Linked DNA regions of Mus musculus: regions 2 and 3 are each linked to region 1. The links are chromatin contacts, called in public Hi-C maps. All regions are on one chromosome and are shown on one strand. Each heading gives the region's core, a stretch centred on a gene start, on an enhancer-like site or on the middle of the called end of the contact. The rest is flanking DNA. Distances are from core to core; before and after follow the strand shown. Region 1 overlaps Rora (RAR-related orphan receptor alpha). Region 2 overlaps Rora (RAR-related orphan receptor alpha). Region 3 overlaps Rora (RAR-related orphan receptor alpha).

Region 1 (4,391 bases), core at 894-3,393:
GAGGTACATACCATTGGAAAACCAAGACACTTGGCGACACACAAAACTATCTGATCCCACAAAACATTGATTGGTTAAGGCCCACTCTTATATCTATGTGTGAACATGGTTTGATTTCAAGTAATCAAAGAGTTAACAATAAAATATCTTCACGAGTGATCCTAGGACTGGTTCCTGAACCTGGAGTAAAGCTCCTAACTGGAGCCTGTAACAGGCAGATTACTGAGTCCCACCTAGAGATGGCATGGTGGAGTCAGTGTTGGGTCGGGCCCCGAGGGCGGATTTAATCAGCATCCTGGGTGTTTCTGATACAGGCGGGCATCCTTGGGCCTCAATTGTTACACCCTTGTGTTCTAAGCTGTCAGCTTTGGGGTAGGCGGTGGGCTGCTCTACTCCCTCAGTGGTTCCTAGAGACCATCAGTCCTCGCCATCACATGGAAGGCATTTATCTTGTGTAGAGTTCTGTTTCTGGTGATCTGGGCCAAAGCCAATGAGTCAGTATTCACAAAAGTTCTTTTGATGGTCGTGAGGGTTAGATCAGTTTGGAAAGCCCTATTCTGGCCTCCTAACTGAGGTCTAAAGCGAAGCTCCAACAGTGAATGATCTTAGGGTAAACACAGGCTTCCTCGGGGTCCTCTGAAGAGAAATAGAGATGGGAACCCAATGTAAGGGATTTCTGTCATCACTTCAGTAACAGCCACACTTGGAATCGTTTTCTGTGGCCTTGCTAAACACTAGCATGAAGGAGGAAGTGGGTGGAATGTTACCCCCAGATCTCTTAACCCCACGTGACCTAAACAGGAGAGGGTCCTGAGGCAGTCTAGGCAGTCCAATAAGGGCGCTTATGATAATGGCAAAGCTCTCTACTCCTTTTCCTGAATGACACTGTCTGGAGTTCTGGCCTCTGTTTGCAACATTGACTCCAGACCTGTATGTGGGAACTGAATCTCCCAGAGCAGGTGGGGGAGTTGGCCACAGAGTCCAGCCAACTCTAATGGAAACAGCAATGTCTTTCCTGTGTTACCTTTTCTATCTTTTTTTTTTTAATTTAATGTTATTTTTTTCAGCAACAAAGTAAAGATTCCCTACTCCTAAGCTCTTCCTCAGCACTTCCTATGAACAAAAGGGCCTTTCTCCGGCCTAAGCATCCTCTCAGTGTGTCTGCAGTGGCCAAGCTGGGGGAGTGGGGTTAATGACCAGACATCCTACCTCCTACTCCAAATGACCAGACACCCTGTCTCTGATTCCAATAACCAGACACCCTGCCTTTTGTGTAGAGTGAGTTTTCATCTGGAAACGCCAGTAAAGTTGGACTCTGAGTGGTGTGGAGGCAGACAACACTCCAACTGACTCTGGCCCTGGGAGGTGGTTGTGCAATATACCTACCCCATTGCTTGGGGCAGCTTCAATGCTGTGGGCTACTCAGACAGTGGTGACCATGACATATGTAGTCTGTGTCCTTGGTGAGTGTATGCTGTGGTGGGTAATGTTTGAGTAAACATGCCAGCTGCCTTCATATAGGTAACTCCAGCAGCACAACCAGTCTGACAGAAGTAGGATGGCTTGGTGGATGAGCAAAAAGAGAGCTCAGTCACAGGCTTTCCCCAAACCTTGCTAAACGCCCTGCAGCAGGCCTAGAACGGATCTCAGAGGCTCTCTGGTCTCTCAGCACCCAGTATTGTCAGTATATTAGACAGGATGGAACTTTCAAGGTATACAGGCTCTTAGGGATTAGAGAGCTGGAGCTTTTAAAACTTCACACTGCTTACAGAGGACCTGAGTTTTAGTCACAGTGCTCATGCCAGGCCAATCAACCCAATCCAACACGCTCTACTGGCCTCCTGTACTCATGTGCACATACCCCCCACACACATACACACACACACACACACACACACACACACACACACACAGACATGTACTTAAAAGTCAAATTTTAAACAATATATGTGTATTTGTGTGTGCGTGTTCTATTTGAGATTCTGGTGATTTTGGTCTGATGGCCTTGGTGGATCGCATGTGCTGGTAAATTGTAAGCTGCATAGATGATTCTGATTGAGAAATCGCTTAAGTTCAACACCTTTATTTGATGCATGAGTCATCTGGGCCCCCAGTTGCCACACGGTGTTGAGGAGTGGAAAGCCCCAGCCTGCGTGTGGAGGGAAGCGGATGAAGGCATGGGCTCTAGTCTGGATCTGCTGCATGGTAACTGGCAGGTTTTCTTCGCTTGCCTTCTTGCCCTGTTTGTAAAATTAGAAGGTTGTGATTGACAGCTGCCAAGGTCTTTTCCAGAGTTCATGTTTCTATAAGAAAAAAAAATGTTTCCGTTACAGTTGAAAGGTGGGCTGGGGTCTCTCGTTCAAGATGTAGGAAAGGCACACAGAAGCCTGCTGACTTCTTTACTCCCTGTCCCCAACTATAACTGCTTAAGATACTTCAGTCGGCTAACCAGCTCCTTTTGGAAGTGAAAATTCTAAGGTAGAAAGAGGTAATTACTAATGCCAGCTATTTAAATACATTTTAAAACAAGAAGGCTTTCATTAATATTAACAAATATGCCTAAACTTAGTTCTGGCAAATTACAGCCCTGCTTTATCAAGTTCTAGCCCAAAGCCTTTTCCATTTTTGATGGTTGAGTTGAAACCTAGGAGTGGGGTATTAACTGAAAAATGAAGACCACCAAACAGCCTAAACCACTGTATTCCACCGTGATTGTATTCCCAACGGCACACTAAAGCCCCAGATCCCTAAGAGATGTAGTACACCCCCCCATTTCTCCCCAGTGATTAGCAGGCAGAAATGCTGTGCCTCCTGGGCCACCTGCTTAAAAACAAACAAACAAACAAACAAAACAACAACAGCAAACAGAACCAGAAGGAAACATGGAGATCTGTCCCTACTTCATCTGAAGCCAGAAATCCAAAAGAACTTGAGTTTTATTACAATGTTGATCGAAGGAGAAGGGTCTGTTAGACACCAGTTTCCTGTGATGTAAGTGAGGGTTGGGGTGAGGGGATGATATTTGACATTTCCAGAAGTGATTAAACAAAGTTTGGAAAGAAAAATCTGATGGGAGTCAGCACGTGAAATTAGAGTTGTATCTTCAACAGCTCCTTTAAAGACTGAGCACATTGCCTGTTTCTGGTTGGGTAGAAATTTAAAGGGAAAGCCAGGCTTCTATCCAGCAGAATCGTCTTAACAGAAGTTTCCTGTTTCCACCACTGCAGAGAAACAAAGTTGTTACAATGAGTTAAGATGGTTCAAACTTTTGGCAGCCTCTCCGCAGGCCCCTGCCGCCGCCGCCAACTCTTTTACAGTTTCTGTGTCGTTTCAAATGGTTGCTTAGGAGAAATACTGACCAAACTCCTCCTTTTGACTACTAAAATGGCTCAGAGAGTTTCTCGGGATGTTTTTATTTGCTAGAAATTTGTTTTGCAGTTAAGCTTCTCTTGTTGAGGGAGTTTGGTTACCAGCCATCTGACGATGCCTCGCCTCGGGGTGTTTACAGAAAACGTGGGTGCTGCAATTACATTGGAGCACAGCCCTCCCCCACCACAGATAGCATAGTAATCAACAGGAATGGGAAAACATGTATTTAAGGATTTGATGCTTGTAAAAAAGGGGCTGTAAAGGAACATGGTTGTTCAGATGTGAGAAGTGACTGGCGGCTCTCCTTATAGGCATGCTAGTAACAATAAAGTCTCCAAGTTCAACATCAAAGTCATCACGGTTTACTCCACCAGTGACTTGCACATCAAAGGGGAGCTTAAGACAAAGGGAGGAATGCTTTACCTCATGGCCAGATCCTTTAGGGGAGTGGGGGGTGGGGGGATGTGGCTTGCAGTTCCTCACTTCCTAAGGCAGGGCAAATGAGAACCAATTTCCCTCCTACCACTTGCCATTTACTTAGGAAAGATTCCTCACAGGAGAGATCGGATCCTCTTCCTTCAGGCAGCAAACTCGGTACCAAGGTGGGCATCTCAAACTTCACCTAATATGCCACATGAAATCCCCCACCAAATAGGACAGTTTAAACTGGGTGAGCTTGTAGTTGGTTGGTGAATTACCCTTGACAACATAATTTGGGACCTCGGTTTGCAATCTCTCTTCTCTCCTCCTCCTCCTCCTCCTCCTCCTCCTCCTCCTCCTCCTCCTCCTCCTCCTCCTCCTCCTCTCCTTCTCTCTCTCTCTCACTCTCTCATTAACCTTGTGGGTGGAGTCTTGCTGAATCAGACATGTGGTACTTAACAGGTGTGTGTATGTGTGTGTGTGTGTGTGTGTGTGAGAGAGAGAGAGAGAGAGAGAGAGAATGAAATTTAGACCTGTTAAACCAGCTCTTAATTAATCACCGGGTCTATGTCCCTGTTCCCCAACTCATGTCATGTATATTC
Region 2 (3,871 bases), core at 701-3,200, 130 kb before region 1:
CAAGGTCACATTTAAAGCTAACTAAGATACCACACCATGCTCTCCTTTCTCTTTCTCCCCTGCTTTCACAGTCTCCCTCCCTCTGTCCCTCTCTGTCTCCATATGTAAAGCAAACTCCACAAAGCTGGCCCTGTTGAGATTGGCTTATGTCATGTAAGGTAATGCTCTCTAGTTGCATCAATGTTCCTCAGACCTCAGGACTTCTTTATGACTGAATGCTATTTTAGTGTGTGTGTGTGTGTGTGTGTGTGTGTGTGTGTGTGTGTGTCTGTGTGTGTGTGTGTGTGTGTCTGTGTGTGTCTGTGTGTCTGTGTGTGTCCTGTGTATACATGTATAACATTCCCTTTATCCATCAGAAGCCCATTTTAACATCCCAGAGTCCTCTTGCTCATGGACACAAACTTGCTACACTGTAAGGAGAGCAGGTATTAAGAAGAGGCTAATTCTGTTGCTTTTGGATTCCTGGGATTGGGTGGGGCTAATTTTGTCTAGGGGGAGCTTTGCTTCAGCATCCTATGGAATTTTAGCTTGAAATACCAGGCACCTACAACCCACCAGCTGGTTGCTGTTGCTCTGTACTGCACGTCTTATTGCTAAGCGTTCTAAATAAAGTGCTTTCATCAAATGTTGAAATGCCCATAACAGAGGGTCAAGGAGATGACTCAATCAATAAAGTGCTTGCTGCACAAGTCTGAGGACCTGAGTTCGGATCCCAGCATTCACATAAAAAGCCAAGCATGGTGTGCATTGTTGAGGTCCCACCACCGATAGGAGACTGAGATAGGTAGACCCCTGGGGTGCATGGACCAGCCAGCCTAACTGAAGGAGGGAGTTCAAATTCAGGGAGAAGCTCTGGAGAGAGGCAGGGTCGGGAGCCAAGGGGAAAGGACATCAAAAATTGATCTCTAACCTCTGAGTGAACATACGGACACCTGCATACATACATACATGTCTACACACAGAAACATGGACACATACACGGATGCAAAAATTTGTATTTCTAAAAGATCATAGCAACTCTTACACACCGAGCCCTTACTGTGTGGAAAGTTCCAGAACTGGGAACTATGACTCAGCTCTCTTTCCTGGAGACTGGCTTGGTTCTGGTACTTATTCACATCTTCCCAGCTGCTTAGGAAGGACTGAGAAGTGAAGAGAGTCGGCCTGGGGCCATTGCATTAGCCTCTCTCCTGGGGGAATGCTTGTCCTCCTCCTCCTCCGAAGCCTGGGATCGGGAGGAGAGCGAGAGAGGACTTGGAAAGGATGGGGGAGTGGATTTCAAAATGTTCCTTTCCGTTGGATCTCTTTCTCCTTCTGGCTGCTGTCTAGTCTTGGTTACAAAAAAGAAAGAAAGAAAGAAAGAAAGAAAGAAAGAAAGAAAGAAAGAAAGAAAGAAAGAAAGAAAGAAAAAACTTCTACAAATCTCCATTCAGGGTTCTCTGAGAATGGCAACCATAGGAACCAAGAATTTTAAGTGCATTCCCTTTGTCTTTTTGCCAAACTGATAAAAGGCGCCTTTGATTTTCTTAGTGGGTGAAGGGGAGAGAGGAGGAGCCAAAAACCCACTTCCTCTTGTCAAGGGACCTATGGGGCTGGATTTGCAGTAAGGAGGAGCTGCAGGGTCCCCTAGGTCACAGGGCTCACCCTCCCAAAGGATCCCCAGCACAGATAGCTGGCTTCATTGGGTTCATTTTCTTGGGGAAGATGATATTAATGACAGTCCCTCTTCCTCCCTTATTTAGAACAATTTAGTGTAATCTCTCATTGCCAGAGAGGTCCTGGCCACAGCCTGAAGAAAAAATAATAAAAGGGGCAGGAAATGAAAAATCTGTTTTCCTTACTGATAACGTAACCTAAGCTGCTGGGTTTTCCCCACTTCCCCCAGGTTCAGCGTATCTGCCGTGATGACGGTTGAGTAGGGAAAAGGCCGTGTGTAAGCGTCAACTTCCCAACAGAGAGATGAGAGTCTCAACTTGAAGCTTTTGGTCCTAGACTTGTCATAAGCTAGCAACTGCAGGACAGCCTGCATTCTCACTGTGAATGGTGAGTCCTGAACTCTGGCTGCCTGAGAAACTCCACAGCTGAGGCTGGAAGCTACTGGCACCAGCTACCCTAAAAGGTTTCCTGGGACCCACAGGGACTAGACCAGCCCTGCTGTGTGACAATGGAAGGCTAGCCTTTCAGCCTTCCCCAAAACTGTCCTTAAGTACAATTGACCCCAGGGCTCACCTAGATGGATACCCTGGTCTAGCTGGGTGCATATTCAAAAGACAAATCAAAACAGCCCTAAGACCCTATGCAGTCCTGATGGCACAAGGGATGTGACCTCACTTCTACCCTGGCATGGAGAGTGGTGTTCCTTGGGTGGACTGGGAAGTGTGAATGAGAAGGACAGTGGAACTCCATTGGGTCAGCTTTATTCACTTGACACAGGAACCCCGGCCTTGCATTGCTATACTTTCTGTATTTAAGAAAAGGCAGATACAGGCCGGCAAGATAACCAGGCAATTAAAGGTGCTTGCAACCGAGCCCAGTGGCCTAGGTTTATTTGATGCCTGGGTGGAAGGAGTGGTGGAAGGAGTGAACTGACTCCCTCAAGTCCTCCTCCAGCATGCTGTGTGCAGCCAATCAATCATCCATCAATCAATTGATCGATGTAAAAAACAAAATATAGACATACCTTTTTAAAGGACACATCTGAGTGTTTAAATGTAATATACTTTAGTTTACTTTAGTTTTATGGCAGGGTCTTGCTAAACAGTCCAGGCTAGACTCACATTTAGTATCCTCCTGCCTCAGTTTTCCTTGTACTCTACATGCCCCATCTCACCCAGCTGTATGTCATGTTAATTATAAAGTGCTAGATAGCATGTCAAGTGTATTGGTGTGCACTGTGATCCCTGTGTTGGGGAGGCAGAGTCAAAGGAATCCCTAAAGCTTACTGCCCAGCCGGTCTAGCCTAACAGGAATCCCTAAAGCTTACTGCCCAGCCAGTCTAGCCTAACAGGAATCCCTAAAGCTTACTGCCCAGCCGGTCTACCTAACAGGTGAGCTTCAGGCCAAGAAGAGACCCTGTCTCAAAGCTTTATGAAGGATGACAAAAAAGTCGTCCTCTTGTCTTCACACAAATCACACTCTCACACATATGCACACACCCACAAACACCTTCACATATGCTCACATGCAGAACACACACATTCACAGAGACATGGATACATATGCATTAACACACACACATTCACAAGACAATGTACACGCATGCACACACATGAATACACATTCACACATGTACACACACACACACATGAATCAAAGTGCTAGATAGTCATTTATAATGCAAACAGGTCTTGAGGGAACCTTGCAACCTCACCCCTGGAATAAATCGTTTCTAATGTCCACCACATCCTGTTTAGGATCTGAGTTCCATGTGAAAATACCAGACAGTGTTTCTATGATAACAAACATCACTTCCCCTATTCAAAGCAGAAAAATGAATCGTCCCTGGCATTCCAATGTATTACATTTCTAAGGAAACAATTAGTGTCTTAGACTGAGCATCACCAAAATAGTCTTGCTGTGCTGTTACAGAAAAGAACTGAACCCACTCCATTGTATTGTAATTTACAGCATCTTGGGAGTAAGCATGGGGCGACTAAGGAATTTGCTGTTTTATGATAATTTGTTTCAAGAAACATGTTTTAAGTGTTGGATCTTTCTTATATATTGTGGGTAAAAAAAAGTGCATTGCTACAAGCATATGAAAAACTTGGAGGGCTGAATAGTGGAGAAGCTTTCCGACTCAAAGGAAATCATCTTCCAATAGCCTTTGAGCTAGGTCATTTCAAGGCAGAAGGAAAAAGCAAAATGAGAA
Region 3 (4,082 bases), core at 982-3,481, 230 kb before region 1:
ATGGAGAGTCCTCCCCCCCCCCCATCCCACCCCCGGGGTCTGCTTGCAAATCCCACATGGTGGCCGGCCTCTCCACGGAGCGCTCAGGGCCTTCTAGTAGCAGAGCTTCTGTCTTTATGGCATTATGCATTAAAGTAGTCTGTAAAATGAAGAGACGTTCCGAGCAGCCCTTCTGGTTTTCATTTTTTCATCTTGGCACAGGGACAGAGCAAATTTTCCAGAGTGTTTTAAAGAGGAAAAACCAGCTATTCTCTAGACAGCTGTTTTGTATTGCATGGCCTCTGGATCACATTCAGTCAGAGATCTCCAAGCCACTGAGGTCCGTGTTCCTTTAAATGGGCTGTTTCTTTTATTAAAACAAGCGAGGGCTGCATTCATCCCTTATATAATCGCCTTACCTCAGAGCCTGTGGGCAGGGAGGGTTCGAAATCCTGGATCAAGCAGTTGGGACACAGTGACAGGAGGAGAGGCGGCCTTGCTGAATCTCTACTGGTTCCTTCCCCTCTGAGTCTGCAGGTGCTTAGCTCATTTTAGCCAGTGGTAATGGATTAAACGCGTTAACGGGGTCTATTCCTGTCATCCTGGAAGCATATTTCTCTGGGCAGTCAATAGGCTGCCACCCTACTGTGAAGTCTGCCCTTCATAATAACCACATTATATGTTGATGGCCCTAGTTTTAAAGCCCCTTCCCACCATGTTTCTCAGATCATTTTTATAAGCCCTCAGCCCTCAAGTACTAGATACCAAGCACCATAAAAGTGAAGAATATGTAGACATCTGCCCTTCAGAGTAGCTGGAGGCAGTAAATCAGCGAGAGTTAACTGCCCCAACACAGTGGATGCTAGGCGGGAGAGAGAAGTGAAGGGTGAGGGAACCTCACAGGGAGAGAGCATCAAAATGGGTCTTGGGAGATGAATAGGAGTTTGAGAGGTTTGTGGGGGATAGAGTAGAAGGTGCCGTTGACTTTTTACAGCAAAGGAAACCCAGATGCAGAGAATGCTGCTCTCTCACTGAGGTCACCTGGGGAAGCTGCCTTACATACGTGACTGTGCCCGGTGAGCCTGGCATCCTTCCTCCCCCGTCTCCATCCTGGTGTTTAAGGTAGTTCTCTTTTGAACATCAAAAGAAACAAGAGCTGATGTGATGTTTTTGCCTCTTCCTTGAGGGTTTCCAAAGTTGATAACTTTCCATCAGACTTGAGTCAGAGGCAGTGTTACCAAAGAGAGATTTTGTTTTAAGTTGGTTCTCCTGGCACTGCCATCTGAACTTCACAGCTAATCCCAGGCTGGGGCCAGAGAGGTGTCAGAGCTGGTTTAACTCAGTGCAACTCTCTTCTCTCTCCCTTTGTGGAATTAACAAATATGTGTTGTGTGTGTGTTATCCGGTAAGTGGTGACTCTCCCAGAGGAAAAAGGGCAGACGGCATGGCTCAGTTAGTAAAGTATCATTACGACCTCCTCAGTTTGTTCCCCAGAACCCACTTTTAAAAAGTCAGGCGTGGAGGCACACACATGTAATCCCAGCACTGGGGAGGCAGAGACAGGCAGTTCCCCTGAGTTTTACTGGCTGGCCAGTCAATCTAGCCTGCTTGTTGAATTCCAGGCCAGTAAGAAAATACCAAGGTGGGGCTGGTGAGAAGGCCTACTGGGTAAACGTGCTTGCCACCCAAGCCTGGCAACCTGAGTTCTGGTCCTAGAACTCATGGAAAGGGAAATGAAGAGAACTGGCTTCGCCGGAGTTGTCTTCTGACCACCACGTGTGTACTGTGACACACCCCACCCCTCCCCCAAAAGTGTCAAACACAGTATCTAGCTTTTAAATAGCCAGCATCCTGGAGGACAAATCCCTGAGTTTGGCCTCTGGCCTCCACATGCATACATACATACATACATACATACATACATGCACACATGCAATAAGCATTTTAAAATAAATAAAAATAAGAGAGGCCTCTGAACAAGGTGATCCTGCTCTCTAAGACATTGACATCCCTGAGGATGTCCCAGGATCACTGCCTCCTGGCAGCATCAAATATCTCTCATCCAACCCTAGCAGATTTTTGAAAAGGACCTCAGTGATAAAGAGAGAGGGTGAGACTCAAAGAGTGGCTTTCACATGGGTCGATCAGTTCTAGACTGAAATGTCTGTCTCCTCCTCTGCCCCTCCCTCCTTATCTACCTCTTTGCTCTCACAATCTCCCTGCACGGAGGTGGGGGTGGGGGGCTGATTTCAGAGAATATCAGACTGCAGAGGAAATGAGACAAGGAAACGAAATGACAGCTATCTCTCAGTCTGAGTGTGAATCACGGTGAGACGCTTTGTGTCTTAGCGGCGGGGGTGGGGGGGGGGACCTTCTGGGCATCTGATCTTCCCTTAGCAGCTGGCCTGTCTCCCCCAGAGCTTTGTGGTCAATGCTTAGGGTAAACAAATTATATAAATAAGTAATCCAAGGTTAGGGAGATGGTTTGGTCAGTAAAGTGCTTGCCTTGCAAGTGTGGGGAACTGAGTTTGATCCCCACAGACTGCCTTAAAATGCCAAGCATGGTTGCACGGGAGGGGGGAGCTGGAATGGTGGAGAAGGTGGATCACCCGGTATCTCTAACCAACCAGGCTGGCTTCCTTGGTGAGAGCTCCAAGCCAATGAGAGACACTGCCACAAACATAAGGTGGACAGGGTCTGAGGAATGACAGTTGATGTTAACCTCTGACCTCCATATACACAGGTATGTATGTGCAAATACATACATGTACCTACACACAGGAATGTACCCACACACCCCACACACAAGTAATCCACTTTAGTGGGTCAGAAGGAGAACTGTTTTTAATGCCTATGAAGCAACCTACAGGGACACACAGGATCTGAACCACCACCCCTTACCTTACACTCTAAGGCTTAGAACATCGTAGAACCCAGGTCTTTTTAAGGACAGTATTTAAGACTGGCCAGCAAGATGGGACTGCTTATAAGACATTTTGGAGAAAACTCCAGGAATCTCTCTTCCCCCATGCTAAATTCTTATTGGTTTGTTGACTTTGTGAGGGAAGGACTGTTGGTTCCCAGCAGCATCCTGGCTAATAGATGTTCAGGAAATCTCTGGCTCATAGTAAACACACACTTTAGAATATCAAGAGCAGGGACTTGACTCGTGAAGCTCTGGATTCTCGTCCCACTACTGCATAAACCAGAATGCACACCTCTAATACGGTTACTCTGAGTGTAGAGGCAGGAAGATCAGAAGTTCAAGGCCATTCTCAGCTAAGTAGGAAGTTTCAAACCAGCCTGTGCTACAGGACACCTTGTCTGGAAATAAAATTAGTTTCTCCAATGTAATATGCAGAGAGAATGAACTGAGAGGAGATCTCAAGGATGTGGAAAGATTTGAATGTGCTTCTGAGATGGAACCAGGGCACAGAGGTAAGAAGAAGCTGCAATCCAATGGGCATGGTGAAGAGTCTTGTTGGGGGAAGGCCATTCTCTTCTCCTTGAGAACACAGCTATATGTCAACTCTAGAGATGACGCAGGGTCTCTGTTTGAGCATAAATACACCACCACACATCAAGACCCTGTTGTCTTCAGGTCTTTAAAGAAACAACAAGAGGAAGTCTTTCTATTGACCAATAAGTAGGCATGTTTGTTGATCCATTATATACATTATCTTATGTTTAGGATAACCCTGCAAGGCAGGTATATTCCACCCTAGACAGATAGATCCTTGCTTTGTAGAAGAAAAGAAGGGCTCAGAGAGGGGAAGTAGCTTACTCCTTACCCAGTATTTCATAGCCAGGAAGTGGTTCTCCAGCCTGGACGGCTCTAGCTACTGAGCCTTTGTCCCTCCATTGGCCATGCTTCCTGTTAGGGTGGGGGTTGCTCTTTGGGACTGCCAAGGCTTGATGCCATGTCTTCCTTGCTGCAGCAGAGCCCCAGCCTGTGGGGTCCCTCCTCCCACATATGTTGTGGATCAGCCTGGCTCCTGCTTAGAAGAGATACGGTTTCACAGGCATTCGGTCCTAGTACTCAGGAAGCAGAGGAAGGTAGAGCTCTATGGTTATGACTAGCAAGTTCTAGGCCAACCACAACT

Evidence for each region. Hi-C and Micro-C count contacts between places; a contact is called where the count stands out from the background.
Region 2: a contact with region 1 is called in a Hi-C map of Th1 cells, with 2.6 times the contacts expected there. The contact joins two enhancer-like sites. A contact is called at or near these places in 2 of 39 promoter capture datasets (both in liver), 23 of 484 Hi-C or Micro-C datasets (CD4 T cells, the HPC-7 cell line, LSK cells and 13 more), 7 of 115 datasets of contacts at active chromatin or transcription factors (the SCID.adh cell line, T-cell acute lymphoblastic leukemia, embryonic hindbrain and 4 more) and 1 of 9 other capture datasets (adipose tissue).
Region 3: a Hi-C map of Th1 cells shows a contact between it and region 1, with 2.6 times the contacts expected there. The contact joins two enhancer-like sites. A contact is called at or near these places in 8 of 484 Hi-C or Micro-C datasets (CD4 T cells, Th1 cells, epidermal suprabasal cells and 4 more), 12 of 115 datasets of contacts at active chromatin or transcription factors (CD8 T cells, the SCID.adh cell line, Th17 cells and 9 more) and 1 of 9 other capture datasets (pancreatic islet).

Annotation. Positions count from the first base shown.
Region 1 is chr9:69,298,353-69,302,743 of GRCm38.p6, forward strand. All of the region lies in intron 2 of Rora (RAR-related orphan receptor alpha), which reads left to right. It overlaps Gm46153 (a long non-coding RNA gene), which reads right to left. Exons shown (of 2, transcript XR_001779364.2): 2 at 2,068-2,303. Among named protein-coding and RNA genes, the nearest start is that of Gm46153, 5.0 kb to the right of the region's middle. Within about 2 kb of position 2,144, at least 58 of the 459 cell types and tissues checked have an H3K27ac peak or open chromatin away from gene starts, as enhancers often do. A contact at or near this core is called in CD8 T cells, the P5424 cell line, the SCID.adh cell line and 7 more, where this site is marked.
Region 2 is chr9:69,163,706-69,167,576 of GRCm38.p6, forward strand. The region is part of intron 1 of Rora (RAR-related orphan receptor alpha); the gene reads left to right. Among named protein-coding and RNA genes, the nearest start is that of Gm46153, 140 kb to the right of the region's middle. Within about 2 kb of position 1,951, at least 50 of the 459 cell types and tissues checked have an H3K27ac peak or open chromatin away from gene starts, as enhancers often do. A contact at or near this core is called in the P5424 cell line, the SCID.adh cell line, Th1 cells and 2 more, where this site is marked.
Region 3 is chr9:69,071,235-69,075,316 of GRCm38.p6, forward strand. The region is part of intron 1 of Rora (RAR-related orphan receptor alpha); the gene reads left to right. Among named protein-coding and RNA genes, the nearest start is that of Gm46153, 230 kb to the right of the region's middle. Within about 2 kb of position 2,232, at least 15 of the 459 cell types and tissues checked have an H3K27ac peak or open chromatin away from gene starts, as enhancers often do. A contact at or near this core is called in CD8 T cells, the SCID.adh cell line, Th1 cells and 4 more, where this site is marked.